Linked DNA regions of Mus musculus: regions 1, 2, 3, 5, 6 and 7 are each linked to region 4. A link is a contact called in public ChIA-PET and promoter capture Hi-C data. All regions are on one chromosome and are shown on one strand. The core of a region is the stretch at or near the end of the contact, and the rest is flanking DNA. Distances in the headings are between cores, read along the strand shown.

What was found. Promoter capture Hi-C pulls out the DNA fragments that hold promoters and counts their contacts. ChIA-PET counts read pairs in DNA pulled down with a chosen protein or histone mark. Capture Hi-C pulls out chosen DNA fragments and counts their contacts.
Region 1: a promoter capture Hi-C map of stem cell-derived epiblast-like cells shows a contact between it and region 4, with 3 times the contacts expected there. The contact joins the promoter of Psme4 here to the promoter of Bod1 in region 4. A contact is called at or near these places in 4 of 39 promoter capture datasets (the HPC-7 cell line, embryonic stem cells, pre-B cells and 1 more) and 5 of 115 datasets of contacts at active chromatin or transcription factors (the 230-238 cell line, the NIH/3T3 cell line, bone marrow-derived macrophages and 2 more).
Region 2: a promoter capture Hi-C map of adipose tissue shows a contact between it and region 4, with 2.3 times the contacts expected there. The contact joins the promoter of Ubtd2 here to the promoter of Bod1 in region 4. A contact is called at or near these places in 2 of 39 promoter capture datasets (liver and pre-B cells) and 1 of 9 other capture datasets (adipose tissue).
Region 3: a contact with region 4 is called in an RNA polymerase II ChIA-PET map of memory CD8 T cells, with 15 read pairs. The contact joins the promoter of Stk10 here to the promoter of Bod1 in region 4. A contact is called at or near these places in 1 of 39 promoter capture datasets (liver) and 1 of 115 datasets of contacts at active chromatin or transcription factors (memory CD8 T cells).
Region 5: a contact with region 4 is called in a promoter capture Hi-C map of hippocampal neurons, with 3 times the contacts expected there. The contact joins the enhancer-like site here to the promoter of Bod1 in region 4. A contact is called at or near these places in 5 of 39 promoter capture datasets (the 3T3-L1 cell line, embryonic stem cells, hippocampal neurons and 2 more).
Region 6: a promoter capture Hi-C map of embryonic stem cells shows a contact between it and region 4, with 4 times the contacts expected there. The contact joins the promoter of Gpr75 here to the promoter of Bod1 in region 4. A contact is called at or near these places in 3 of 39 promoter capture datasets (embryonic stem cells and hippocampal neurons), 1 of 115 datasets of contacts at active chromatin or transcription factors (bone marrow-derived macrophages) and 1 of 9 other capture datasets (embryonic stem cells).
Region 7: a contact with region 4 is called in a promoter capture Hi-C map of the SN4741 cell line, with 4 times the contacts expected there. The contact joins the promoter of Asb3 here to the promoter of Bod1 in region 4. A contact is called at or near these places in 12 of 39 promoter capture datasets (the 3T3-L1 cell line, 3T3-L1-derived adipocytes, the C10 cell line and 7 more), 3 of 484 Hi-C or Micro-C datasets (CD4 T cells, cortical neurons and myocytes), 2 of 115 datasets of contacts at active chromatin or transcription factors (forebrain and stem cell-derived neural progenitor cells) and 1 of 9 other capture datasets (adipose tissue).

Annotation. Positions count from the first base shown.
Region 1 is chr11:30,770,180-30,774,242 of GRCm38.p6, reverse strand. Psme4 (proteasome (prosome, macropain) activator subunit 4) reads right to left here and starts at 2,468. Exons shown (of 47, transcript NM_134013.3): 1 at 2,019-2,468. The coding sequence starts at 2,260.
Region 2 is chr11:32,453,359-32,457,580 of GRCm38.p6, reverse strand. It overlaps Ubtd2 (ubiquitin domain containing 2), which reads right to left and starts at 2,211. Exons shown (of 3, transcript NM_173784.4): 1 at 2,035-2,211. The coding sequence starts at 2,104.
Region 3 is chr11:32,531,728-32,535,651 of GRCm38.p6, reverse strand. Stk10 (serine/threonine kinase 10) reads right to left here and starts at 2,386. Exons shown (of 19, transcript NM_009288.2): 1 at 2,093-2,386. The coding sequence starts at 2,248. It also overlaps a transcript of Efcab9 not described here.
Region 4 is chr11:31,669,275-31,673,239 of GRCm38.p6, reverse strand. Bod1 (biorientation of chromosomes in cell division 1) reads left to right here and starts at 1,378. Exons shown (of 4, transcript NM_001024919.1): 1 at 1,378-1,739; 2 at 3,872-3,965. The coding sequence starts at 1,539.
Region 5 is chr11:30,753,287-30,757,115 of GRCm38.p6, reverse strand. No RefSeq gene overlaps it. Among named protein-coding and RNA genes, the nearest start is that of Psme4, 17 kb to the left of the region's middle. Within about 2 kb of position 2,010, at least 141 of the 459 cell types and tissues checked have an H3K27ac peak or open chromatin away from gene starts, as enhancers often do. A contact at or near this core is called in embryonic stem cells, hippocampal neurons and stem cell-derived epiblast-like cells, where this site is marked.
Region 6 is chr11:30,883,583-30,887,319 of GRCm38.p6, reverse strand. Gpr75 (G protein-coupled receptor 75) reads right to left here and starts at 1,962. Exons shown (of 2, transcript NM_175490.4): 1 at 1,778-1,962. It also overlaps a transcript of Erlec1 not described here.
Region 7 is chr11:30,953,110-30,957,158 of GRCm38.p6, reverse strand. It overlaps Asb3 (ankyrin repeat and SOCS box-containing 3), which reads right to left and starts at 2,761. Exons shown (of 10, transcript NM_023906.3): 1 at 2,590-2,761. Erlec1 (endoplasmic reticulum lectin 1) reads left to right here and starts at 3,028. Exons shown (of 14, transcript NM_025745.3): 1 at 3,028-3,245. The coding sequence starts at 3,084.

The sequences.
Region 1 (4,063 bases), core at 1,219-3,718, 900 kb after region 4:
CATATCTTCAGAATTGGTGAGGAAAAAATGAAATCTACTCCATTTCTTCTAGAACATGGCAAACATGATTACTTCAGGATTATATAGATGTTAAGCACAACACTAGGCTTTTAAACTGGGGAGGGTGAGCACAACTATACACAAACATGTCACCCTAATTCGTCTTCGAGAAGAAAACACACACCCAAGACCACAGTGTGCCCTATCAAATTCAAAGTGTCACATGGCAACGCAATTCCAAGAATTAGTTTCCAGTATTTAACCACTATTCCAAAATTAAAGTCTACATGACAGCACTTGTTGCAGGTTATTTACAGAAAACAGGAGCCACCACCATTAAGCCATCTAAACAGCAATACTGCTCTACACATCAAGCATGGTAACTCCATTATTATTTCTTGGTAATACTTGTACTTTAGGCAAAACAGCAACAAAGCCTAGTGCTAATTTACCAAACTCATTAACCAGATATTGGAAAATAAACATTTAACTGTGCTTATAAATCCAAGCTGGATGTCTTCACAAATTGGCATATACATACACATATTATACACCAAAGAAAAGTTGCATATATTCCCTGAAAACAATATTCCTTGGCAAGTCTATCAAAGTGACTAACAAACTTCATTTTTACTGTGTTCAAGTTACACAAACACCTAAGGAGAACACACAAAGTAACTCAATTTTAATCCTTTAAAAAGAGGGTTTTCTTTGATTACATTGATCTCCACATTTATGGATCCTTAATACCATAAACTTCTTTATAATCCACTCAACAGAGCTGTTAATCGTGACCACTTTATGGTCACTCTAAGAAAGACAAATTAAGTGCTTTAGTTTTGCATCTTTTAAGTAAAAGAGCTCTTTTCACTCGGTTGAAGAGTACAAAAAACTTGTCAGAAGCCCCCCAATAATTAGCACATAAAAATTATCCCGAAGAGAGATACAGCCCACTATTGTATTATAAAACCCTGAGTCATCACCCAGCTCACTCAGCAGATTCTGGGGAACACAAATGACATGCCCTGTGCAATCACTTATCGGTAACCATATGCATAAACATAGTCTTACCAAATTATATGTAGCGTACCAAACAAAACAGCAAAAATCTTATATAATAAGTTCTGCCAAAGTAAAGGCGCGCATAGAGCAAATGACCTCTCCAAACTTTTTGCTCCATCATTACTTTTCCCCCGTTCTAATTCTAATGACGCTATAATTTGCGGCTAGTGCGTACGGAAAACAAAAGAACTAACCAACTCAAAACCACACAGTCTGGCCAACAAAGCCCGGGATCAACCTAACAGCGCTCTTCACTATTTGCCTTAGAATAAGCGAAGTCGTGACCGAGGAAATGTCACAACAGGAACATACACTTTTCCTAGAATTCTAAGACAACATTCTCAACGTCTACTCAATCCGAGAATGCGCTGACTGTCCATTTGAAACGAATCGTTTCAATTAAATCCAGGAAGCCAGAACAGCAACCCAGACCCCCAAGAAACATAGTAACACAGAAAAACACACCACACACACACACACACACACACAACCTCTTACTGTCCCTACTTCCTACGGTAAGAAGTGTAAAGTGGATCGACGAGGAAGGAAAAACAAAACAAAACAACAACAAAAACAAAAAACAAACAACAAACCCAAAAAAACCACAGAAGCAAGGACAGGAGTCGCTTCCCCAAAGACCGAAGCTCTCTATCCCGCAGCTCCAAGCGCAGAACCCCAGGGAGAACCAATGGGAGCCGCTCGTCCCTATGCCCGGGTACGCCTGTGGCTCCCCAGAGCCTGGCACGTCAAGAGAAAGGACCAGAACGCTGATCGTGAGAGGCGACCGACAGGACCCAGAAGTCCCACGGAAAGCAACGAGGAGACTGGGTCTCCCCGGACTCGGCCGCGCCCCTGGAATCCTGCACCAGGTCAGCGCCGTCTGGACAGAACAGAGTTGAGCAGCACCAGCAGCGCAGACAAAGAGCCCGGCCCGCCGACGGCTTCAGCCCACTTACGTGGAGAGTTTCCGCGTCCAGAAGAGGCCCCCGGGCCACAGCTCTTGGAGCTGCACGGCCCGGCCCAGGTTGCTCTTGATCTGTGCCAGCTGCAAGTCGGACTCGGCGTCCAGCCGCTCGGCATAGGGCAGAAGCTTGTTGTACACGATCTCCTTCTGCGGGACGAAGGCCCGCGGGCCCAGTACCGGCCGCCCGCCAGGCTCGGGGGGCTCCCCGCCGCCCGCCCGCTCCGGAGCCTCCATTAGCCCGGGGCCGCCCCCGGCCCGACCCCCGGCCCCGGCCCCCGCCCCGCTGCGGGCTCAGCCTCGTCCGCGTCGCCTCGCCCTCGGCCCGACCGCTGGGCCCCCCTCCCGCCCCGGCTGCCCGGCGCGCTGCTGGACCCCGCGCGGCACCCGGTTCGTTGGCGGTGGCAGCGGCTGCTCGGCCCGGACCCCTCCGGCTCTTCTGGTGACGCTGCAGCCGCAGCGCCGGGAGGTTCCGGACCGGCCTCAAGTCACTTCCGGGGCGGGGCCACGGAGGCGGGGAGGAGGTAACCTGGCTGCTTTCTTGCAGTCAGCCGAGTTTGGTGTCAGCGACTGGGGTTGCCACGCGAGGCTGCCGGCGAGAAACAAGAGACCCTACTCTGCTCCAGCAGGATCCAGAGACACGGAATCCGACTACCTCTCCACGCTCAGTATCCTCTCTTCTGGGCCAGTTTACGGAAGAGCAGCTTGTATCCCAGCCGGGGGCGGGAGTGTGGACAGCGAAGCAGTATGAGCACAAAGAGTTCTAGGCCAACCTCTGCTTCCTACTGGCAACAGGAGACACTATCTTTAAAAAAACGTGTATGGAAGAATCTGTATACACAATAGTACCCTGTGTTCCTCTGTCCTTTTACCCCCCACCTTTCTGATATTTCCCCGTCCACCCTCCAAAAAAGTTACTCAACAAATATACTTTGTGTGTCATCTTCTCATTTAAGGTCCCTATAGAAAGTTTAAGAACGCCTAGTTCTGCCCTTAAGGACGTAGAGGCCTTTCCTGGCAACAAACTAATAAATTACAAGATAATGCATTGGTAAATACTGGATAAGTACCGAGATACCTGGGAATTCTAAATGAAGGCATATCACCTTCATAGAAGTTATTTTTAAATTAATCTGTAAGGTTGATGGCAATGTTATTTCGATAAAGAAAGGAGGAAGAAATAATTATCAGCTGACAGAAAAGACTGAGGCTGCAAGCTTGCTTTCTGATAACTCAAGATTCAGGCTGGTTAAAGATTGCTTGCCAGAAGGGAGTGAATACATGTATTGAGACTAAGAAGTAAATGCTGGAGAATTGAGATTGATCTTAAAAATAACAAGAAATTTCTAAGAGAGGACATTGTAACATGCGCCTGTCATCCCAGCATTTGGAAACTCAAGAGCAGGAGGGTTGTAGCTTAAAGCCAACCTGAGCTAAACAAAAAAACGAAACAAAACAAACTAACTAACTAACTGAAAAAACAGACAAGGATTACCAGCTGGTCTATGAGTTCTACTAGTGGTTGGCCTCTTTCCTAAGCTGAGTTCCATCCCTAGATCTTCAAGAAAATATTTTACAAAAAAAGTCACCATCTCAAAAGAGAATGTCTAAAAAACAATAAGCCTAAGGGCAGCATAATAAAATTTACTTTTGTTTCTTTTAGTTTTTGTTTTTGGTTTTGTTTTTTTGTTTGTGGTTTTTTGTTTTGTTTTAGTTTTTTTGTTTTTGTTTTTGTTTTGAGACTGGATTTTACTCTGTAGCCATGGCTATTATGAAACTGCTATGTGTTAAGACCTGTGTCTAGCCACCCATTTTGTGCTGTTACTAATATTATAAGGAAACTTTCTCATGCCCGAGTTGATGGGGCATTCTGTGTTTTGGTGTTCTTGGAAACCAACCACAATATAAGTCAGTTAGAACTGCTTTGTATAGTTAGCAGCAATAACCTTGGACTGGAACCAACCACCAGACAGCACTTCTTGCACCTGTGTATGACCTTTTATGGTTTTTGCTTTTATAAGCTGCCCCTGGAATAGACCC
Region 2 (4,222 bases), core at 962-3,461, 780 kb before region 4:
AAGTAATCTACCTAAGATGACTTTTTTTTTGGATATTTTATACTCACATTAAAAATACTTGGATCCAGAAGGAAAAGGAAAATACAATATCCAAGTATTTCAGATTATATCTATTATGAGCCAGCTGACTTGGAAAGGCTAGGGTCATTCTAAAATGGTGGTGCTCACATAGCACTATGAATGTTAACCATCATGAAATACATCTGAAGGCTGCATTATACTCCATGTTGATAAAAATCAATATAACCAGATTAAAACTGCTGATGTTTGAAAAGCTAAGATCTTTGCTAACACCCTTAGGAAAAAAGTCATTCCCTTTCAAACAACAACAACAAAAAAGAACTGCTAACATGTTAAACTGAAACACATATTACAGTAACTTTTTGTTGTTTTTTTGGTAACACAGTTTTGCTATGCAGCCAGGTCTGGCCTGGAGCTTAAGATCATCTAGCTCCAGCCTTCAGAGTTGCTGGCTCCAGTTAGCTCTTACCTCTCATGACAGTAATGGAGAACAAAGGCTTCCAAAATTAAATTCCAGAAAGAATTCTTTTATCCCCTACAGACCCGTCTTCTGCCAGCTACATCAGGGCTATCCCGTGTCCTTTCCCCAGAAGAAAAAGACGGGGTACTCCCTCTTTTAAAACTTCTCTTTAGAAAAACTGCAGATTATGGTCCAGAAAACTTAAATGTTGAAAGAAACAGATATTAGAGCTATCTAACTGTAGGCTACTGGTAGAAATTATCTAAAGCTAGGATTTCATGCTTCTAAAAGCTCATGCTAATACTGTGATTGGATCCTAAGTTGCACTGCCAAAAGGCTCAATCTTAAAGGAATATTATAATTTTAACATATGTCAAAGTTATACTGAATGCTAGTAAGTACTAGCATGCTTAACTGGTACCATCTGATCACTGATCTGCCCTCAGCCCAGTGGTATCACGCCCTTTCTACACTTGGGCTTTGTTGTCAAAAGGACCTCACCAAGTAAATAGGCTGTGACGTGAAATCCACTACAAAGGAGCATTTCCATGGACTACTTTTTCACGACAGTTTTCACTGAGTTCTCAAATAACTTGCCCAACATTTAGTGACAGAGATTTTAGTGAAGTGGAACGGCTAAAACATCACGTAAAAAGGGAAATGTCTTGTACAAAAGTTGGGTGCCTAAGAGTCGTCTCAAGGTGTGAAAAGATGTGCCTATTCTCATGCAACTAAACAACTTTAAAATATGCACCCGATTTGAAGGCACCCAATACAAGGTTCGAATCAAATCATGTTATCCCTGGTTGGTGGCTCTTTTCTACAAGGTTCGAACTTCTACACACTCTATATACTGGATGGGCTCCGCACTTTTAAGGTCAATAAAAGCAGAGTCAATCTTACCACTCCTATCCCTCTACAACGACTACGAATGGAATTAAGAGACCTCTCATCACGGTTACGGTAACCCAGAAGTGCGAGTCGCGTTGGAAAAACTTTTACTCAAAGCACTAATCTTATACTGGGGTACTTTCTATCCTGCACGTTTTCCTTTTACGTAAGACACATCGGAATTTGACGAGTGCGCCCCGACGGCACATTGGGCTAACGCCCCTGGCAGCAGCAGAGAGCCACGTTTTCCTCGGGCCGATCGTCTCCCCCCTCCTCCATAAAACACTGCCCATGGCCACTTGGAGACTTCCCCAACCCAGCTCCAGAAACTGGAACCAACCGGGGCAGCTGTCATCCGAAACTCAGGAAAGCTGAGCCCGGCCAACTCTGCCGACGCGGGAAGGGCTGGGGGTGCGGCGGGGCCCGTCGGGGGCACTCCCGGCTGTCCCCCTCCCCGGCCCCACGAGCCGCAATCCGGCAGCCGAGTTGTCCTCCCAGCTAGAGTACCCCCCAATCCAGGCCTAGGCCCGCGGTCCCGCGTGGGGCCCGAAGCGCGTGGCGGGGCCGACGCAGAGCAGAAACGACAAAGGGGCGCGGGGTCGGGACAGGTGGCCGCCGCCGCGAACAATGGGGGGCCGCGGCTGCCCCCTGGCGCCACCTACCTCCCGTGCCGTCCGAGTTCTCGTTGAGGCTGCCCGAAGAGTCGTGCTGGGCGCCCACGCACCCGCCCATGGGGCCGCGGCCGCCACCTCAGGGCGCTCGTCCCGGCCGCCGCCTCAGCCTGCTCCCGCGTCGCCGCCTCGGGCCAGGCGCCGCTCTCTCGCCGCTCAGCCTCCGCCCCCTCGCCGCTCCTCCCACCGCCTCGCCCAGCCCCTTCCTCCGCGCCCACTTCTACCTCAGCCCCCCGGCCGCCTGGCCCGCAGGCCCGGCCCGCGTGCCTTCCTCGGCTCCCGCTCGGCCCCGCCAGGCCGGGCTTGGCCCATCCCGGGCGGGCCGCAGCGCCCGCTCGCCCCTCACTTCCCCGCGCCCCCGCGTCTAGGCAAGCCCCACCACTGCCGCCGCCGCCACCCGGCTGCCAGGCCCCATCGCCCCCGCCCGCGGCGCCACCCTCAGCCGGGCTCGGCTTGCACTCGGCCGGCCCGCTGGAACGGCCTCGAGGGGCGGGGCCGCGCTCTGATTGGCTGCATGCACCGAGGGGGCGGAGAATACCGAGCAGAACCGAGTGGAGACGAGCGCCCGAGGCCGGGAGAGTAGGGGGCAAGCGGAGGTGGGCCGGAAAGAAGGGGGAGGACTCAAGTAAGGACGAAGTGGCCAGCTCGTCCTTACTTGAGGACGAGGTGGGGCTCCTTCTGGTGTGGCCGGTGGGAGAGGGTACCGAGGAGTCGTAGGAGACTCTGGGTCGTAGACGGGCTGGGCGTGCTTAGAGGGGTTAGCCTGACCGCAAGTCCCTGCACCCCTTGAATTTGTGGAAAGCAGCGAGCTGGCCACCGAGTCTGGGTTTCCCTTACCCCAGGTCCGCAGCCCCTGCCATCACTGCGCCCGCTTGGTAGAGGTGCTCTCTGATTGTGCAGGCCTGTTGTCCCGTGCGGGGAGCGAAGGGGCACGGGTGTGTGTATCGTTCCCACAGGCTTCGCTTTACCGACAATACTACCACTCTAGATCCTGGCATTAGACATCTTAAGTCGTCTTTAGAACAAAGTGAAGTATTAATATTAATACTCTGCATTTTATAAACTAGAATTTGGTACATTGACCACGCCCAACATTCTTGGCGGTTACCATCCCAACCTAAGCCAAACTGTTAATGGCCCCTTTGGAGTTGTGCTCCTTGCTGTGGCGCCTTAACATTTTTATCGGCCTGCTTGGGTGCTTGGGTCTTTGAAAGCATTTTTTTTTCTTTTTTTTTTTTTTTTTTTTTGCCTAAGCTGTTCCACTTTTATGCCAGACTTTCCTTTTATAAAACCCTGGGTCAGCTTTTGCTTAGCATTAAAAAAAAAATTTTTTTTAAGTGAAATACCTAAGAAAGAGACAGTCTGCTTCTTAGGATTTGCATTTAAATGTATTCTCATGCACTGCTGGTGGGAGTGTAAATTGGTTCAATCTTTTTGCAAAGGTTTGGCAGTGCCAATCAACAGCTTTAAAAATGTTCCTACCATTTGAGTGGGGTTATTTCACATCTGGGAGTCTAGCTTTCAGAAAAAGTCCAAATTAAAATTTGCGGCCTGGTATTCATTTGCTAGGCAGGCAAAAATTTGGGTTAAACAAACAAAGCTCTGGGTTTATATGAAAACACAGAAATGGCTCTGAAATAGAAGTCCACTATTTTGTCTTAATGCTTGAAGGATTAGCTTTACCGTCACTGTAGGCCTGAGCTCTGAAAAAAATAAGCAGTATACAGTTAGATGTTGTTACGGATTTTCAGAGCTTGCTTTTCCATAAGGGCTTGGTAACAGCCGTGTCACAGAGCCGTCTATCTGATCCTTCCCAGCTGAATGCTCACGTTGTCAGATACTAGTCACTTTATCTCTTCCCTGAAGGAGAGAGGCTGTCTGAGAATTTGCAAAGAGATTGCTTTGTCCTGAATTTCACTCCAGAAATTGCAGCAACCAAGACTTGTACGATGTCTATTAAACAGATGGTAGGCACCCAAATGCTAAGGGCTTTCTGCTGAGCAGTACACTGGCGCCAGCAAGAGAGAGCAATCTAGTGGAAAGATTCTTAGCAGTGCTTGCTCGCCATCCTGCCTGCATCTTAGAACAGAGACACATGTTCCCAGGAGCAGAGTCATGTAGCTGTAACTCAGCCCCAGATCTGCTATTAACTTCCTGGGTTGGAATCTGGCTTCCATCT
Region 3 (3,924 bases), core at 1,137-3,636, 860 kb before region 4:
CCACCATGTGGTTGCTGGGATTTGAACTCAGGACGCTGGAAGAGCAGTCAGTGCTCTTAACCGCTGAGCCATCTCTCCAGCCCGCAGGGGGCCATCTTTGTCCGTGCAACCCATCACCAACCCTGACAGACTGTCCAGGAACCAACAAAATAGTGGGTGACCGGAGAGCAGAGTTTTACCCAGCAAGCAGAAAAGACAATGGAGAGTCTTGCCTTTTAGAAAGCAAAGTTCTGCACTAAAGTTTAAATAAAAAATGAACCACAGAAATCCAGAACAGGGCATTTGGGGACGGAGGGCAAACTAGAGACAGATGAGGTCCTGCAGTCTAGCAGGAGGCTTTACAGGAAACTTGTAAACAATGGAGAAGGATCTGAAGTGACAATTGAGAGCATCACATAGTAGGTACACAAGAAGGTGACTCAAAGTCCCTAAGAGAGAAAAAAAAAATTATGGAGAGCCAAGAGCATGCACGGACGGAAAAATGGCTGAACATTAGAGACGGTGAGTCAGGCTGGGGGCTCTCACGGCGGTCAAGGCACCTCTGCAGGAGCAGGCAGCATCAGAGAGAGCTGACTGAGAGAGAGGCTGGGGACCATTTCCTGACATCACTAGAATGCAGCAGAGGAGCAAGGCCTGGAGGACCGATGAAAGGGTAGACTGGCCCGGTAGCCCTCAAATATGGAGAAACCCCTCAGCCAAAGTGTTCCATTCAGTTGGAAGGCCAGGTGACCTCTGCTTGACTCTCCCACTGGGGAACTTTGCCCTAGTGGGGGTTCCTCAGCCCTCCCACAGGAAGTACAACTCAGAGAGGAGGTCTCCAAGGGTCTGACTGGCCTCCAAACTGCTACTGCTCCAAGCTGCTGGAGCACTATAATCTGAGTGCTGAGTGGGGCCCGAGTCTTAAGCTTCTTTCTGTTTGCTTTGGTTTTCTGTTTGTGTCACCCTGAGTCAGGGTTTTTTTCTGTGTGGCCCTGGCTGTCCTGGACTCACTCTGTAGATTAGGCTAGCCTCAGACTCAGATCTGCCTGCCTCTGCAGGAATTGAAGGTGTGCACCACCACGCCCAGCTGAGAGTCTTAGTTCCTTACAAGCTTCCCAAGGATGCTATAGCATCTTTCCTAGGGAGCACACTTCTGGGGCGAGAAGCAGACCAACGCTAGCATATCAATTTCAAGTCAAAGGGAGCATGGCCCGACTTGGGGAACTGGAAAAGCCCTTTCTGGGGTCCAGCATCCTGAAAGGGTCAGTGAGGCCTCTAACTACCAAAGCCCCAAGGACAATGACATATGGCTTTGGAGGGCAGCTAAGACAGCTGAACTATGGGAGTCTCCCAATAAAAGTAGGGGATGCTATGCTGTAGTGGCCAAACCTACAGTCCAAGCTACTCCAGAGACTGAGGCAAGTAGATCTGGGAGACCAGCCTGAGCAGCCTGGTTGGGGAAGCCGGGGGAGGGGGAGGGTGTTGAGGAGGAGGAAATGAGAAAGGGTGGAGTCAAGATGAGTTAGGTACTTTGAACAACAACCCAGGCACTCAGAATTGGCTCAGAGGACCAAACCCCAGGAGCTGTCCGTCTGCACACGTGTCTATATGGAATCATCTATGCCCCACCCACTCCTCCTCAGCCTGTCTTCCTCCAGGGGAGAGGTAACTGCAGACAGGGAGCCTCTGGTGACTCAGGCGACTAGAAGCCAAATCTGTGCCCTGCAGCTGCATTCACAGGACCCTGTCCTCGCTTTCCGTTGAGCCTTCTAATCCCAAGCCTGTCCTCACTTACTCCAGGGCCCTTCTGACCTCCCCAGTACCGATCGTAGGCTCATCTTCAGAAGTGTCCTCAACTCCCAACCCTTGCAGGCACAGCCCAGAGCCTGAATATTCCCACAACATCGGTATAGTCCCTCTTTAAAAGATGTGTCCCTATCACCGTGATCCTGGGGATGCCTCCGGTAGCCCCCTGGGATGCCTCGATCCTACAAACGTCCCTTTGTGCCCTGTACAGGGCACACAGGAAGTGCTCAGAAGCAGCTGTGCGGGGGGTGGGAGTGGGGGTCAGGGGCTCGCAGGACCTGGTAGGCTCAGCAATCGGAACTCTCACCTTGTAGACTTTGCCGAAGGCGCCGTCTCCCAGCTCGCCCACGATCTCCCATACATCGTTGGGGTCCAGGTCCCGGCGGACGTGCTCATATTCACGGGACTTTCTCTTCTCGAAGGTGGATAACCGCAAGATGCGGCGGAAATTGGCGAAAGCCATGCTGGATGAGGAGCGCGACGACAGGACCCGCGGCTTCGGAGAGCCGCCCTCCTCGCAGCGCAGCACCCGCCGAGTGCGCCAGCGGCCACAGGGAGCTGCAGGAACCGCGGCCCGCCCGCCCCGCCCCGCCCCCTCCTAGACCCGCCTGCAGGACGCCCGGCACCCGCGCGCGCGCCTGTCCCCGCCGGCTCCACCTGCTCTGCGGCGCCCCGAGACCCCTCAATTGGCTGCGGGAGCTCGCGGCTCCGCCCGCGCCGCGGGGCACTCTGGAGACTGTAGTCCGCCGGGTGGCCGGCCCCTGGGCCCGCTGCGCCTCCCGGAACCCCAAACCTCCGGGGTTCAGCTGGTGTCTTTCAACCGCCGTCGGTGCCGAGTGGGTGCATCAGCGCACAGAACTCTCCCGCTGAGGCTTGGTTCGCCAGCTTCCCGCGCGAGATGCCCGCACCCCTCGCCCCGGGACTCACCCCAGTCCTCGGTGCTCTTTGCCTCAAAGTTCACGCGGTCCCAGGTGGCTTTCGCCACACTTCCTAGGCAGGTCTCGTGCTGCCTCTGAGCCCCGCAGAAAGCAGAGCCCCGCGCTTACGCCCATCCGGACTTTCCCCGCCTCCGCCAGCCACAAACGGCCGGGACGCTGGACATGAAACGAGAGTCCCTTTAGGACCTTTAGGCTTCATGGTAGGTTAGCAAATATATTCCTTATTAAGTAAAACTTTCTAGTTATTTTGCGAATTAAAAAGCCCCATTAGAGATAAAAGCGGAGTCATCTCTGGGATGGTGCTCCTATATCCTGGTCCTCATCCCTCTCTACCTTGGCTGCGGGCGTCCCGCATCTTGCACAGCGTCTTTGCTTGGTATCAGAACGTGGGTTCTAGTGATTGTGCTGGGGGCTGGGCAGCTGCAGAATCTATGCTGGAGACCCTCCCATCCTGAACAAGAGTGTCTCACACTCGGGCACTCTTAACTCGAGAAAGCGTTTTAATTGTTGGTCCCCTTCGTCCGGACTCTTCGAAAATATCCCTAGAGTCTCGCGCCAAATGCTGTTCCCCCATTCGAAAAGCCGGCTGGAGAGTGAATACTAGGCGCGGAGAGGGTTGTGTGTGCTAAGGACGTCCGGAATAAAAGTTGCTCCAGTTCCAATTGTTCCCACCACAAAATGAGTGCGGGGAAAATTTATAATTAAAAGAAGAAAATGTCATGCAAAACTGTTCTTGTTGAGTCAGCCTGTGGACCAGCCAAAGTGTACATCTGTCACTCGGTTGAGCGGGACCTGCTGAAGTCTGTGCAGCTATACCGGGTGGACAGAGGGTCAGAATGCGCTAACCATTTCCAGGAGTTCCAAAAGAAAACAAAGTAAGGATAAAAATGGAAAGGTCCGTTAAAAATGTCCTGCTACATGAAAGAAGCCAGACCCAAAGATCGCACGAGGTATGACTGCATTTTTATGACCGGTCCAGAAAAGGCAACGCTGTGGAGTTGCTCCCAGACACGGGGACTGACTGGAAAGAGCCATGAGGAATCTCACTCTGGTGGTGAAAATGCTGGGTCTCAGTGGCAGGGGGTGGGGGTGGGGGCGTAAAGGGACAGTTCCACAACTCCGGAAACTTGCCCCAAATCACGAGTGACTTTTGTTTTGTAAGGTGTTTGGGTGGGGGGCGTGTAACTTATGTAGCTGGAGT
Region 4 (3,965 bases), core at 129-2,628:
TGCAAATGTTAGAATCCCGTGGACATTTTTTATTTACACAAAGGAATTTGATGGCCTTTTCTCCTTGGTGCAGTGACCTCTTTCCCCTTCCTCCTCTACTTCTTATGCACAAATTCTTTTCAGATAACTGAGTAAGATTGTTATGTTGGACCCTAGCCAACTGAGAAAAGACAGGATTCACCTTCCTCAGAATAAAAACCAAATGCACTTCCTGTCTAGGTGTGTTCCCTCCCCTGCCCTTTCCTGCCCCAGCAAGCCTCTTGATCAAGTAAAGTTTGCCTCATCCAGACACTTAGCTGAAATGATGGTCTCTCTTAGCAATCCAAACTTTTTTTTCTAATAGGGGCAACAGTGGGGAATTCAGTGCAGACTTGTGGGTGTAAAAGCTAGGGTATTTTACTTGTTGTAAAATGACAGCTAGCTATCAGGACCGTGGATATGTTAGGTTAAACACTGGACCACAGCACCTACTATACTTCATCTAGGTATATATATGACCACGGTAATTATTTCTGTTCTTCTATTTCTGCATCTGCACAAAGAAATAGTAGTGCCAGCTTTCAGGTAGTTGTGAACGTATTTAAAGAGTGCAGCACTATTACATCTAATTCATTCTACTTACTGGATCTACTATTAGTAATGCTGACAATATTTAATGCTAAGGCGAAAATCCACACATGCAAAAAAGACTTAACAGCAGTTTTTATTTTCTTCTTGTTATTTTACGAGTTCGTAAAATGAATCTGCATTGCTATTAATCAGGCAGAAGGGTACAAACTTTTGAACAGAAGTTTGATTAGTAGGCAGGTTAGAGAGCTTGAGAGGGTATAGGCACTTGCCACTGAGCTGGAGGATACGTGTTCGATCCCACCACTTACATCACAGGAGAGACCAGTGTGTCCCAAGTAGTCCTCTGACCTCCACATATGTGCTGTCGCACGCTCCACCGCCCCTCCCTGCCACACAAAAAGTAAAAATTAATTTTGTCAAAACAATAAGATTAACCCATTGTTAACCAAATCTCCCAGATCACATTATTTAAGGGGATCGTGGGAATGGAGCGACTGTCAAAAGCACAGGCTGCCAGGCATAAATACAGAGCTGCTGAATCACAGTCGTTAAAGGATACACTCGTAATCTTTTAATCAGTTCTGCAGGTGACCCGGAGGTCTGATTTGGGAGGGCTGCCGTGACTGGGTAGGTTCTGAGCCTACAATGCCCAAGCTGTCCCGCAAACTAGCGCGAGCGAGCCAACAGCCTGCCGGGAGTTGTAGTTTCTAACGGCCAGACACGGGCTATAAGAACATAGGTGATGGCTCCAGGAAACCAACCGTCCCACAATGCAAAGGCCGTCGGTGACGCCATTAGACGAGCGCCGGCAGCGCGGCGAGCGGGGAGCGCCTTGGTCCCCGCCGCCTCCCACCCTGCCGCCTCCGTCGCCGCCGCCTCCGTGGGCCCCTCCGTGTCTGCGCAGCTCTGCCCGCGGCTCCCGGAGGAGCAGCGGAGCGCGGGGCCCGGCGCGGGCGCGGGGTGCGGCCATGGCGGACGGTGCGGGAGCAGGCGCGGCGGGCCAGGCTTCGGGACCGTCCGGGGGCTCGAGTGGGGCCGGCGGCCCTGTCAATCCCGCTTCGCTGCCTCCGGGAGACCCGCAGCTCATCGCTCTCATAGTGGAGCAGCTCAAGAGCCGTGGGCTGTTTGACAGCTTCCGCCGGGACTGCCTGGCCGACGTGGACACTAAGGTACCTGAGCCTCGGGGGACCAAGGGGGGCGGACCATCCAGTTGCTTTGACGTGCCAGAGCCCGGAGTAAAACAAAAGGCACCTCGAGAGCCTGGCAGGGACGCGCTGCTCGGGGCACTACCGGTATCTTCTGAGTGGTGCACACCCGACACCGGAGCCCTTACCAGCTGTGATTTTTAAATCAATCAATCAATCAATCTATCTATCTATCTATCTATCTATCTATCTATCTATCTATCTATCTATCTATCTATCTATCTATCTATCTATCTATCTATCTATCTATCTATCTATCTATCTATCTATCTATCTATCTATCTATCTATCTATCTTCTGAGTGGTGCACACCCGACACTGGAGCCCTTACCAGCTGTGATTTTTAAATCAATCAATCAATCAATCTATCTATCTATCTATCTATCTATCTATCTATCTATCTATCTATTCATTTATTTATTTATTTATAGTTCTTTCGCTTTTCTGAACTTGAGGATTCTTTAATGGCTGCACACGTATACCCACTCCATACCCAAGAAACTTGTGTTTTACAACCCATGGGAAAGGTAGAGTACTTTAGAAGCTCCACCCGTTCCCTTGTTCACCTGGGAGGTGATTTTTAGCACTGGCTGGATGGGACTGCACGTTAATAGTCCCTTTCCCCAGCTGAATCATTTGCAGACTTGTTTGAGGTCAAATTGGGATAAGCTGTCGAATCAGCACCTTCTTTTTTTCCATTTAACTAATTGAAATGGAGTTAATGGCTATGTTAGATCCAGTGCCAAAGGCCAGTCTACCGTTAAACAAAATGCTAATTCACCTCATTTGGAAACTTTGGAATGTGTGTCACGGGGCAGGTATATAGTAGCCAGAACATTTCCTTTCCCATTACAAAACTTGCTTGCCAAGATTAAGGTGTGGAGCTAGGAGCCTCTTTGCTGACTGAGAGGGCTCCCCAGGGTAGTGGTTGCTCCTCATGCTGTCAGGGCTGTGAGTCACCAAGCAAGCTGGTCTAGTAGGCCTTAGCTGGGGCTCAGCTGTCAGCTACAGGCTGCTGGGGCCTGTCCTACGGCTTTGATGTGCGGTAAGGTCTTCCCTACATAGACATGTCTTAGGCCACAATCTGCACAGGTAGGCCATCCTTCCTGCTTCCATGTTCTCGTAGAGCGACCAGAGCCATGCAGACACTGACATGCCATTCACCAAGGATCGGGTGAAGAGGTACTATCTGCCTCCAGTTGGAGAGAAGGTCAGGGGCTCAGAACATTCCTTGTACTCACGAGGTAGTTTCCTAGTCTTGTTCTTAAGCTCTGAGGAAGAGGATTTAGACTAAGTGCCTCAGGCTCCTTTGAGGGTCACAGCTTTCCTGGAAACGCTTCACAGAACTCCCTTGGTTGTAGCTGTAGGGACTCTTGCTGAGGCTTGGGTGGCTGTTTCATTTGGAGGGGCCTTTCCTTGGTATACTGCCATGAACAGTCACTGTGAGTCAAGCAGACAGGAGTGTTTGCATTTTAGGGATGGAAATTACTGACACTCAGAAATCAGGTGACTTGTAAGAAGTCAGTGCTCGGCCTCAAACCCTGTTCCTTCCAGAAGCAGCTTGCATCTGTCCTTGGCCACATGGAGATAGAGGGCACCTTTGTTTCCTCTTTTAAGCCTGAAAGTCTAATGTAAAAAAATGAGGGCAGCATAGTACTAATAGGGTTTCCGCTCGTGGAGTTTCTTTAGAAGTAGATTGGCTTAAGGGCTGGAGCAAGAGCTCAGAGGTTAGGACTGTTCTTCCAGAGGTCCTGAGTTCAATTTCCAGCAACCACATGGTAGCTCATAATGAGATCTGGTGCCCTCTTCTGGCCTGCAGGCATACACACACTCTATACTTAATACACATAATAAATAATTTTTTTTAAGTAGATTGACATATATAGGCAGTGCCCTGCACTGTGCCCAGCCACTACAAGACAGGCACCCTGCTGGCTGTTGCCTCATGGCCGCTGTACTGCAGGTGAACGCTGAGGTTGGGTGGGAGTGTGTTTAAAGGAGAAGATGTGTTTCTCTGAAAAGCAGTTTCCTGAATGGCTCAGTGCCAGGACATTGGCACACACACTAACACGGTCTCTTCTGAATGAATGTCTTAGCCAGCTTACCAGAACCTAAGGCAGAAGGTGGATAATTTCGTGTCAACACATCTGGACAAACAGGAATGGAATCCTGCAATGAACAAGAACCAGT
Region 5 (3,829 bases), core at 761-3,260, 920 kb after region 4:
ACTCCTGGGCTCTCAGCTCAGCTAGCAGAACTGACAGCAGTACTGAATGTTTTTCAGTCTGTAAATGATACTTTTAATCTTTTTACTGCTAGTCTATATGTGGCCCAGTCTGTTACTCTATTGGAAACTTGTGGTACATTTAATTTCAACACACTAGCAAGATCTCTGTTTTCTCAACTACAAAATACCATTCTTACCCCCCCCCCAATAAGTTTTATATCGGTCATATCCGAGCTCATTCTGGTCATCCTGGACCTTTAGCTGCAGGCAATGATGGCACTGACAGAGCTTTAATAGGAGATGTCTTAGATTCAGATCCTGTTGCATTGGCTAGACGTGATCATAATAAATTTAATCTTTCTAGTCATACCTTAAGGCTCTGACATAAGATCACTAAGGAGCAGGCTCGAATGATTGAAAAACAATGCCCTAACTGCCTTACATTATCTCCAGTTCCTCATTTAGGGGCTAATCCACGAGGCCTTATGCCCAATCATATTTGGCAAATGGATGTAAGTCATTATGCAGAATTTGGAAAATTGAAATATATACGTGTCTGTATTGACGCTTGTTCAGGATTCTTTTTTGCTTCTCTATATACTGGAGAAGTCTCTAGAAATGTAATTGATCATTGTTTACAAGCCTTTAATGCTATGGGATTACCTAAAGTCGTTAAGACAGATAATGGGCCAGCTGATACTGGAAACAACTTTACATCATTTTGTAAGGAATTTGGTATCGAACACAAAACTGGATTTTTTTTTATAACCTAATGAGACAAGGAATTGTTGAGCGTGTGTATTACACTCTGAAAAATTGGCTTTTTAAAAAACAAAACTTCTCCACTCTTACCAGAGAAGTAAGTGATTTCTATCAATTCTCAAAGCCACCTCCCATACACCTGGTGGCCAGACTTTGTGTCTGATCTTTGCTAACTAGCAGCTGAATTGAATACCTGGGACATTTCTGCAGACAACTTTAATCTTGTTGCTTTTAACCTTTGACTTTTTATCTTAAGCAGATTGGTTGCCTTTACACAGTATCACCCTCAGCAAGCTCAGTTATTCACCATGGCAGTTATTCATACCTATGAAGAAATGCATTGAGTGCATATTCATATGCCCTTCATGGCTTTGGTCTGAATGGGGAAAATGTGTGCTTTTGAAGGCTGGTGGGCAACTGGCATTCTTGAGCTCCTGTCGACCTAAGACAGAGACAAGTGCCAAACAAACACCAACAAGCTTCGCTTGTTCTACTAGACCGGTAAGGAGGAGTAATATAGACCCAGACCTAAGCAGACACGGCCGCCTAGTCACCATATTTCCTAGGTGGGATCATAGAGTACAAGTAAATTTTGTGTCCCCTTTCCACTCATCTTTCAAAAAATAAAAAAAGGGGAATTGTGCTCTTCCCCCAGCCCTGAGAAGGCTAATCAGACCCAGTTTTCCGTGGCCACTGGACAGCTACATTTCTTAACCATCCCTAAAAGCGTGTAACTTGTGTTTTTATCATCCTTAACAGTTTGTAATATCAGTTTTTAAGAGGACTAGACCTTTATATTGTATCTTTAAGAACTGTGGCATGCGCACCGAGTACCAGCCACCCTCTCAAGTTGCTCCCAGGGTGTGCTCTGTGGGCGCCGGAGGCTGAGCAAGGGCGAAGCTCCAAGGATCTGGGTGCTGGTGGCCGCCCCGGGCGAGGAGGGGTCCATCGCTGACATGAGAACGAGCGAGCGCTGAGCAGTGGCTCGCACAGACCGGAGATGGAGGAGGCTCCTGGCTGGCGGACAGCGCGGGCGACAGCAGCTGAAGACCTGTCCGGACTCCGTGCGCTAAGGGGCCACGAGGCTCGCTCCAGCGGTCCAACTCGGGCTCACCTCTGTCAGCCCTCGTAGTCGGGCGTCAGCAGCTTGTGCGGCCCGCACGCCACCGCCCCCCCCCCACCCTCCCCTCCGCCAGCCCCGAGAGGCGGCTGCCTGGCGCGGGGACACGGCAGCGAGGCGCTGTCCCGTAAAGAGCAGCTTGCGGAGCGTGAGGGCGGCGCGGCCTGGGCCCGGGGTGCTGGGGCGCAGGCCCGCCGTGCCTGTCCCAGCCGCTGCGGGAGGGGCCGAGCGCCCGGGTCGCCGAGAAGTCGCCGTCGCCACTCGCACCAGTTGTGGACGGCTTCACCTGATCGGTGCGCAAGGCACAGAGGCAGAAGCGTTCTCAGGGCTCGTCGCAGTTCCACAGCCAGGGCAGCCAGGGCAGCCAGGCAGAGCTGCACCCCCTGCCCCAGCTCAAAGATGCCACTTCAAATGAACAGCAAGAGCTTTTCTGCCAGAAGCTACAACAGTGCTGTGTACTGTTTGATTTCATGGACTCTGTTTCAGACTTGAAGAGCAAAGAAATTAAAAGAGCACCACTGAATGAACTGGTTGAGTATGTTTCAACTAATCGTGGTGTAATTGTTGAATCAGCGTATTCTGATATAGTAAAACTGATCAGTGCTAACATCTTCTGGACACGTCCTTCAAGTGATAATCCAGATTTTGACCCGGAAGAGGATTATTCTGCCTGTTGAATATGAACAGTTGAAAAATATTAAAATCATGTTATACAAACAAACAAACATCTTCCATTCAAATTTTGAAGCCTAGAATTTAACAAGGATAAAACTATAAAATTTGAATCTTGTAAAAACTGCTAACTTGTAAACTTTTAAAGATAACTTAAGATGTGCACATCAGTCACATTACAAATAATCAAATTCTTTAATGTGTTCAGAACTATGGTTATAATCATGCTAAATACAAATACAATTCATTTACAGAAACAAAGCTTGGTAGAAGAGACCAATTTATATCTACCTTTATATAGACTTCTGTATATGTTGTCAACTAAAAACAAGTAAATAATGACCCTCAAACACCTCAGAGATCTGAGAATATAGCATTTAAAAGGTTTAATAAGCAAAGCTTTAAATAAACAAATGGCAGAACTTAGCAGCATCCCCAAGATCGTATCCAATTGTGGAAATGCTAACCACTGGGCAAGGAACTGGCCCTATGCCTCAAGTACTACCACGACCTTGCACAAAATGTGGACAAGTATTAATCCTGAGATTCACAAGAGAAAAACCAGTTCCATGACTTTGAGCCAAATATGAAGCAAGCATTAATTACTGACCAGGATGGACTCTGGTTAGGTCTACTCTCTGGGACTCCCAGCAAGTGGTGATGAGGCATGTCCTGTAGGGTCTTTTTAAAGACAACAACACACAGCCACAGTATTTCTTATGGGACACCGTTATTTTCCAAAAACTACAATTCCCAGCATCCCAGGAAGTTACCTGGCTTTTGGGTAGATGGGGCTTACAGATTAACGTTGGCTCTTACATTCTTCCCTTGAGTTGTAAATGTTGTCAAATGTTTGACTCTGTATTGGGTACTTGTGTATAGTGGGATCTTATAACCATCAGCTTAATGCTACCCACATAGGAATTATCATCTATCAGTAATGTGAGGCTCAACAGTAATTAGCAGAAGCAGATGGGCCAAAGGCCCTGTGATAACTGACATTAGCGTTACTATTTAGAAGGAGCCTGGAAATGAACAGAGTAATAGTCATTTTGCTTTTTAATCTCAGGTCCTCTTTTTGTAATATTTCTCTGAGTACAACCAGATTATAATCCTGAATGGTTTGTATAGAAATAATAGTTTTCTCTTAAAGCCATATAATATGTCTTTGTTCTGCATAAAGCAGACCAAGTGCCCTATTATATTGTAGAACTATTTTAGTTTGTGAGTCTGTATATTGATAAATCTTGGCCCATTTTTGTGGTATGCCATTTT
Region 6 (3,737 bases), core at 713-3,212, 790 kb after region 4:
GAGATAATGCTCCCACCAGACTGGCCTGTGGGCAAGTACATTTTCTTGATTGATGAATGATAGGAGATGGCCCAGCTCTCTATGCATGATTCTACTCCTGGGTCAGTGGTTCTGAGTACTATAAGAAAACAGATGAGCAAACAATAAAAAGCAAGACAGTTAGAAGCAGTCCTCCATGGCATCTGCATCAGTTCCTACCTTGAATTCCTGCCCTGATTTTCTTGTATGGTGTGCTGTAAGATGAAATAAACCTTTTCTCCCCAAGTGGCTTTGGTCACAGTGTTTTATTATAGCAATAGAAACCCTAAGACAGGCAGACATTTGGAGTTCTGAGGATAATTTGTAGAAGTTGGCTTTCTGCTTCCATCATGTAAGTCCTTGGCATTGGTGGCAAATGCCTTTTCTGTGGAGACATCTCACCAGCTCAGAATGCTGGGTTTAAGTATACTTATTAACCATGATAAGATAGAATGAGCAGAGTATAATGACACATATCTGGGGAAGCTGAGCCAAGAGGATCAAGATTACAAAACCAGGCAGGACTAGTCTGGACTACATACATATAGTGAGACTTTTTCTCAAAATGAATTAATATACATCTGATTACAGTTGCGGAAGGATGTTGAGGTAACTGGAAGCAAGAACGAGGAACTCCTAACAAATTGCTTAGTGTCAACTCTTAGTAAAATATGGATGTGGCCTTTAATCTCAGTGTTCATGAGGCAGAAGGAGGCAGATTTCTGAGTTGGAGGCCAGCCTGATCTACACAGTAAGCTCCAGGCCAGCTAAGGCTACATAGTGACACTCTGTTGCAAAACAAATAAACAAAAAAATATGTGAAAAGCTGGATGTGGTAGCCTGTAATCTCAGTCTCTCAAGAGCATAAAGGCAGTATCACCTACTTGAAAGCCAGCCTGAGGGAAGGAGGGAGGGGGTCATGAGTAGGTGTAGGGAGGGACAGGGGGAAGAGAAGGCGGGAGGGGGGAGGGGCGATGGGTCTCTAATACTGTGCTGTTTGTTTGTTTGTTTTATTCCCATTCTAAAAGTTGACGGACTGAGGGAGCTGAAGGGCAAGACCAACAGAATCAACTAACCCGGATCCCTAGGAGCTCACAGAGATTATTAATTTTTGAAGCAAACGTTAGGACACTTACAAGTTAACTCATGACCTTGATTATTTCATTGTATTCCAACCCCAAATAAATGCCGAATTTCTTCATGGAAGGCTTTTTTTTTTTTTTTTTTTTTTTTTCCACAGCCCTCACACAAAACTAAGTTCTGTCCCATTCCCACTAATTTGAATGGATCTAGAAAAGCACGGGGAGGCTAAATAACTTGCCCAAGGTCAGTGAGATATTTCAAACCTCCCATTGTTTCTAATCACCTGAACTATCTATCCATTGAGGCTAATAGCTGATGGGGTGGGAAAGATCTGGGTCTCTGGTGGAGGGATAAGGAGTCTGTGGAGCACTGCGTACTATCGTACTATTGACTAAAGGAGTAGGAGATTGCAGGTTTATCCCCAACTGTGATTGGTAACGGGTAGGGGGCTCCCTAGAACTGGAGGAAACACAGGCCTAGGCTAGTCCAGGGATGCTTGGACTCCGCCTGGATGCAGGCAGTGGGTTGTGGTCTGTGTAGAGCTTACAGCAAGGCTGCACAGGAACACAGGTGCGCAACCTACCAGGCCAGGCCAAGCTTAGCCTTCTCCCCGCTCCCGCTCGCCTCACAACCCTGGTGTGATCCTCCCGGTCTGGGCTTGCGGCCTCTCACCTACCAGCTGGCCTCAGCGCCGCCCTTCCTCCTCCGTGTCGCAGTAGTGACCCTATCTGTGCCCGGTGGCCTGGAAGCTGCCGGGCTAGAGTCATCATCGCCATCGCTGCCGCCTCCGCGCATCCCGGGAGCCTAGGCGAGCCGGGCGCGCGGCGCAGTCACCGAACCCGGGGCGCGGCCCCTCCCTCTGACCGTGGCCGCCCCGCCTGCTCGGCACCCTCCCTGCCTGCCCGCCTCAGCCTAGTGGGAGTGCGCTCCGATATGCCAGGGCTGCCTGTGAATTGGCCACTGACCGCTGATACACAGCAAGGAAAAAATGAAAACCAGAGATGCCAGGCAGGAGGAGACAGCTGAGAGTGCCTGCGGAGAGCCTTCAAGCTGATCTCCTTGGCTTTCTAACTAGGCTGTCAGTTCCAGTTTAATAATTAAAGTCATTATGACAAATTGAATCGAACCAATTTCAACACACATATGTGTCTTAGGTCATAGTAAGTACGTGGTTGATGCAAAGTTAAAAAAACAAACAAACAGGTACTATTAAATACCGTGTTGGGTGTAAAAATCTTGAGAAGCAATAGTGTAATTCAGCTAGTCCTGTTTAAAACACCAGCATAAACCATTAGAGCGTTGCTTCTCATCTCCCAAAGTCAATATGTCTAAAACAACAAACCCACTTTAGCTTATATAAGAAACATTCCTAAGTATGTTGTTATGGGCAAACATACCCTGTTAACTCCTTCAGGATTTTAACCTGGTTAATTATGATCTTCTACTTTTCTAATCTCATCCAATACTTAAGAAATAGAGAATGCTATTCAAATGTCCCCCCCCTTTTTTTTTTTGGTTAGAAATCAAAGACTTTGATTCCATCCAGGTGAAATATTTCGTGGCACCATTGCCACTACAACCCCTTTCCGTTTTCTGTTAAGTTTCCTTTATACTTAATGTAATTAAGTATAAAATATAATAATACTAATACAATTCTATTAATTTTCCCATTTTTTACTAAGAAACATGTTGAAGGGATTTGTGAAATCCGAACTATGTTTAGGAAAAAAAATGCTCAAGAAAAACCCCCAACTAATTTTCACATAAATCATGTTCTACTCCCCAGACACTTGGCAATATACTGGTTCTAAGATGTTGTTGGTAAAGGTAACACTGGGCCCTAGAAACATTTGAAGAAAAAAAACACGAATTAGCAGTTAAGAGTGGGAATTCTGACCCAAATTATATGTCTCTCCAAATACATTAAATACTGCCTGTATAATTTCCATTTGGACATAAACGATAACAAAATGTTCAGGCTGAACTACTAGTAGCCATCAGTAGTACATACACCTGAGAGAAACCAACCTCATACTGAGAAAGACAAAGGCTCCACCAATGTTTGTGGGGTTATAAGGCAACACAAAATAATAACATGCACAAAATATGGCAGCAAGGATACTGGATAAAAACAGTGGCATACCAATAATGCAAAAGGCAAAGTCTGTAAAAGTTAATCATGGCTAACAATATGCTAGCACGTGAACAGGCAATAAACCCAGCTTTCCAGCACAATCTTATGGATGGCATGCAAAATAAGGAGCATTCTGGGAAAGTGCACATCAAGGCCAATAAAATGTCCACATTCACTGGGCAGGATGGCAAACAACCATCATTAGGAGCTCCTGGCTTAAATATTCCTTGGATGCTCCAATATAAGAAAAGCTTTCAAGTGTGAATTCCACGCCCTGCCCTCGTACTGGGGTTGAACTCAGGGATGCTACTGTGCTATGCAAGGCCTCGACTGCTAGGCTACACCAGTCCCTCACCTCAGTCACATTAATAGTAAGGAAAATGTCCTTCTAAATATGATTTAGAAAGGCTTCAAAGTCTATTCAGAAACTGAAGACTAGAGCTTATAAATGTTTTCTACTTTCCTTACTCAGCAAAGCTCACAGGAACCTATGCTCGCTGAA
Region 7 (4,049 bases), core at 1,512-4,011, 720 kb after region 4:
TCTTGTACTCTGTTGTTGATGCTTGCATCTATGGCTCCTGATTTCTTTCCTAGGATTTCTATCTCCAGATTTGTCTACCTTTGTAATTTCTTTATTGTTTCTAGTTCCATTTTATATCCTGGATGGTTTTGTTCAGTTCCTTCACCTGTATGCATGTGTGTTCCTGTAATTCTTTAAGGGATTTTTGTGTTTCCTCTTTGAGGGCTTCTACTTGTTTACCTGTGTTCTCCTATATTTCTTTAAGGGAGTTATTTATGTCCTTCTTAAAGTCCTCCATCATCATCATGAGAAGTGACTTTAGATCCATTTCTTGCTTTTCTGGTGTGATGGTATATACATGACTTGCTATGATGGGTTCTGATGATGCTAAGTAACCTTGGTTTGTTGTTTCTGTTCTTATGCTTGCCTCACACGATCTGATTATCTCCTGTGCTCCCTGCCCTCCATATATCTGATTGTTGCCTGTCCTCTCTGTAATCCTGTCTCAGTCAGAAATCCTAAGACTCCAGGTTTCTCTGTGATTCTGAGATTCTGGGTGTGTCAGAGTTCTTGGCAGTCAAGCTTCCTCTGAGACCCTGAGATCTTCACGTGACCAAGATCTTCACGTGACCAAGCTCTTTGGGATCCCAGGATCCTAAGATTCTGGACGTGTTAGAGCCCCTGGAAGTGGTACCTCCTGTGGGGGGCATGGAGCTGTCCACTGAGATCGAAACCAAGGTAGACCAGTGCCGACTAGAAGGAACCTGAGCCACTGGTCGGGCAAGGTTCCTATGTCCCTGCTCCTGCTGGGCCCAGGCACTCCTGGTGGTGTTGGAACAGATGTTGTGTTCTACTGACCAGTGATCCTAAGATCCTGGGCGTGCTAGGGCACCTGGAGAATGGAGAGTCCTCAGGGGACCGTGGGACTGTCTGCCGAGTTTGTGCCCAAGGTGGCCGCAGCAGAAGTATTTATAGTCATATTATGATTAGCAGAAACTAAATAATAAATGTTAGGTATTATTCTATCTAGTTAGAAATTTTTATGAGACTATGATGATGATGTGTTTTGTGTTGTGCATATCTATGCATGTGTCAGATCTCAAAATGCAGTTACAGATGGTTGGAGCCTGCCTCCTTGTGAGTGCTGGGACCACCAGTCCTCTAGAAGAGCAGCCAGTACTCTTAGTAACTGGACCATTTCTCTAGCCCCTAGTTCATAATTATTCATTTGTAGTATCTCAATGATAGAAAATGAGATACAAATGACAGGAGCCCATTTACTCTCTAGCTTACCAATCCCAATGCCTGACACACATTAAACATTATGATGAGCTAATGCAATGAACAAAACATCAGTTCTAGAACAATATTGTTTTAATAGTGTGAGTCTTTACCTTAAAGAAAACTTACAAAGCTGAAAAACGGACTGCTCTTCCTGCTTTTTGATTTGGTTCAAATTTGAGTGTGGGGATATGACAGCCAGCCTTAATCTAGTGGCACTATGTTTTTACCCACTGAAAAATGAACTGCTCTATCTCAGTCATTAGAGTAGAAGTCCTCTGTGATGACTGACGAAACTTAACGTGGAGCCAGGCTTCCCTTAACTGGCCAATGAGTCTTTTGCTCTGGAATGCCTGGGAGATCCTAATGGATAGATAAGAATCAGACAATGGGGCTATAAAGCATTAAAGGCTGCTTGCCTTTTGTAAAACTTACTATCGCTTTGGGGAAGGGATAAAATGGTTTTTTTTTTTTTATTACTGTATAATGAGAAAGTAAGAAACAACTGAGAGAAGTGAGACAATTTTCCTGATCAGATGTAGACTCCATGGATATCAGTAATCCATGTAATTCAGATGTCCTCCTTAAAGCCCCACCTTAATTCACCTTTTGCATGGTGGGCTGTATTTGCTCTATGGCTCCCTTCCTTCTGCCAACAGTAAGAATAAGTTCATTTAGTCTAAATTTGAATTGAGTCTAAGTCTCTTCTCCCAGTGGATTTTAACACCACAACATGGGCAGTCCTTACCAAATGTTCTATGGCAAACACTGTAAAATTATTACACAGGAGATGAAAAAAAATGTGGACATTATTTTCTTTTTTCAAGAAGGGGACAAAAACCAAAACTTTCTGTCTATATTCAGTCTGCTGTAACTTGATTCATAACTTCACATTCACCTGGCTCTGGCCTTGACATAAACTTTCTGGACTTAAGTAAAATAACAACAGTCCAACACTTGAGTCAAGGGAGGGAAAACTTCTCCTGAAGTAAAAATGCAGGACTGTACGCGCCTAGCCACCCAACAAATCTATGCCAAAGTCGAAGGACGTGGCAGGTGTCACTGGGGGTGTCCCCAAACACACAGCATCTGAGACAGACGTGACAACAGTCGCCATCAAAAGAAACTAAGAGAAGCTTCTGGAGAGAAGATGGAGAGTGCAAATAGCAAAAGACTGGAGGGTAGGCAGCTCAGTCGGAACTGTAAGTTCTACTTCGACTCTGCACAGCTCGGTTCTCTACTTGCTTTCTGAGAGCGGGCCGCCGCCCACTCACCCCCAAATCCCGAGAGTCCCTAGCGGCTGGACTGAGCGCGCGGGCCAGGACTCACCTGGCCGGGCCGCTTCGTCCAAGCGCCGTCTCCAGACCCGTTCAACCGGCGTCAGTCCCGGGCCTCTGCGTTTGAGTCCAACCGCTAGGATGCTACAGCAGCAACGCAATGCAACGCGACCCAAGCGCGGGCTTCCGTAGGCCACCGACTCAACAACCCCGGATGTTGATGTGCTGCCTGCCCCGGAAGCGGTGGCCCCAAGCCCTTGTAAGGCGGAGGCGGCTTTGCCCAGCCGTCTGCAAGGAGACGTGGCGGCGGCGGTTGGGTCCCCTGCACTAAGGACGCTTTGTAGTACCTCCTCTTCTTCCTCCTCCTCCTCCTCCTCCTCCTCCTCCTCCTCCTCCTCCTCCTCCTCCTCCTCCTCCTCCTCCTCCTCCTCCTCCTCCTCCCCCTCCTCCTCCCCCTCCTCCTCCCCCCCTTCCTCCCCCTCCTCCTCCCCTCCTCCTGTTCTCCTCTGGTAGAGGAGGTTGTGACGGTGGCTGGAGGACGCGGCAATGGAGGAAGGAGACGGCGGCTTGCGGAGCCTGGTCCCCGGAGGGCCACTGTTGCTGGTTCTGTACGGTCTCCTGGAGGCGTCCGGCGGCGGCCGAGCGCTGCCCCAGCTCAGCGACGACATCCCCTTCCGAGTCAACTGGCCTGGTACCGAGTTCTCTCTGGTCAGTGCCCTCACGAGCCGCAGCCTTCTCCCCTCTTTCTGGCACGAAGCATTCGGGCCAGCCCTCGATTCCTTAGCTTTTTCTTCCAGAACCTTTTTTTCCCAAGCATTTATCGACCCCAAGCCTAAGTGTGTTCGTTCATTCATTAATTCGTTTAGCACACTAAGTGGATATGCCCTCCATACTAACTAGGAGATCAGCGGTCACTTCATCTCCCTCCTTTAAATCTCATTACGTTAGATCTGGCTTCTCTACAGCCCCACTCTGTGGAGGAAGTTTTAGAATTAACTAGCACATCACCCTACCCGCACAACCGTCCAACAGACAGGAGTCCCATCTCTATTCATTCTTTCTCTCCAACACACACTTAAAAACGACGTATACAGCTTCTGAGAATCTTTTCCCTTAAGGCATTTGAGAGGGCTATTTGGTTTGGAAGATATTAGTGAGCTTATATGCGGAATACTACTGGCCATGCAGAATAGACTAGAGGCTTGAATGTATTACCACTATTATTTAGGACTCTAGAACATGAGATTAAAAAGGATTTTATGATCGTTAATTAATGTGTATTGTGTAAAAAGGCAAGAATGAAAGAGCCAGTGGCTGTGAGGCTCCCAATGTGAGAACTGGGAACTGTACTCACCCCTCCGAGAAGAGTAATAATGTGTTTTTAATTTCTGTGGCATCTCTCCAGTCCTAGAATACGAGATTTTGGTGTATAATCTAACAAGAATGGAAATTCAGTTTTGAATGATTGTAGTGCTGAAATGTCTATCCATGTGTAACTACTACAGACAAATT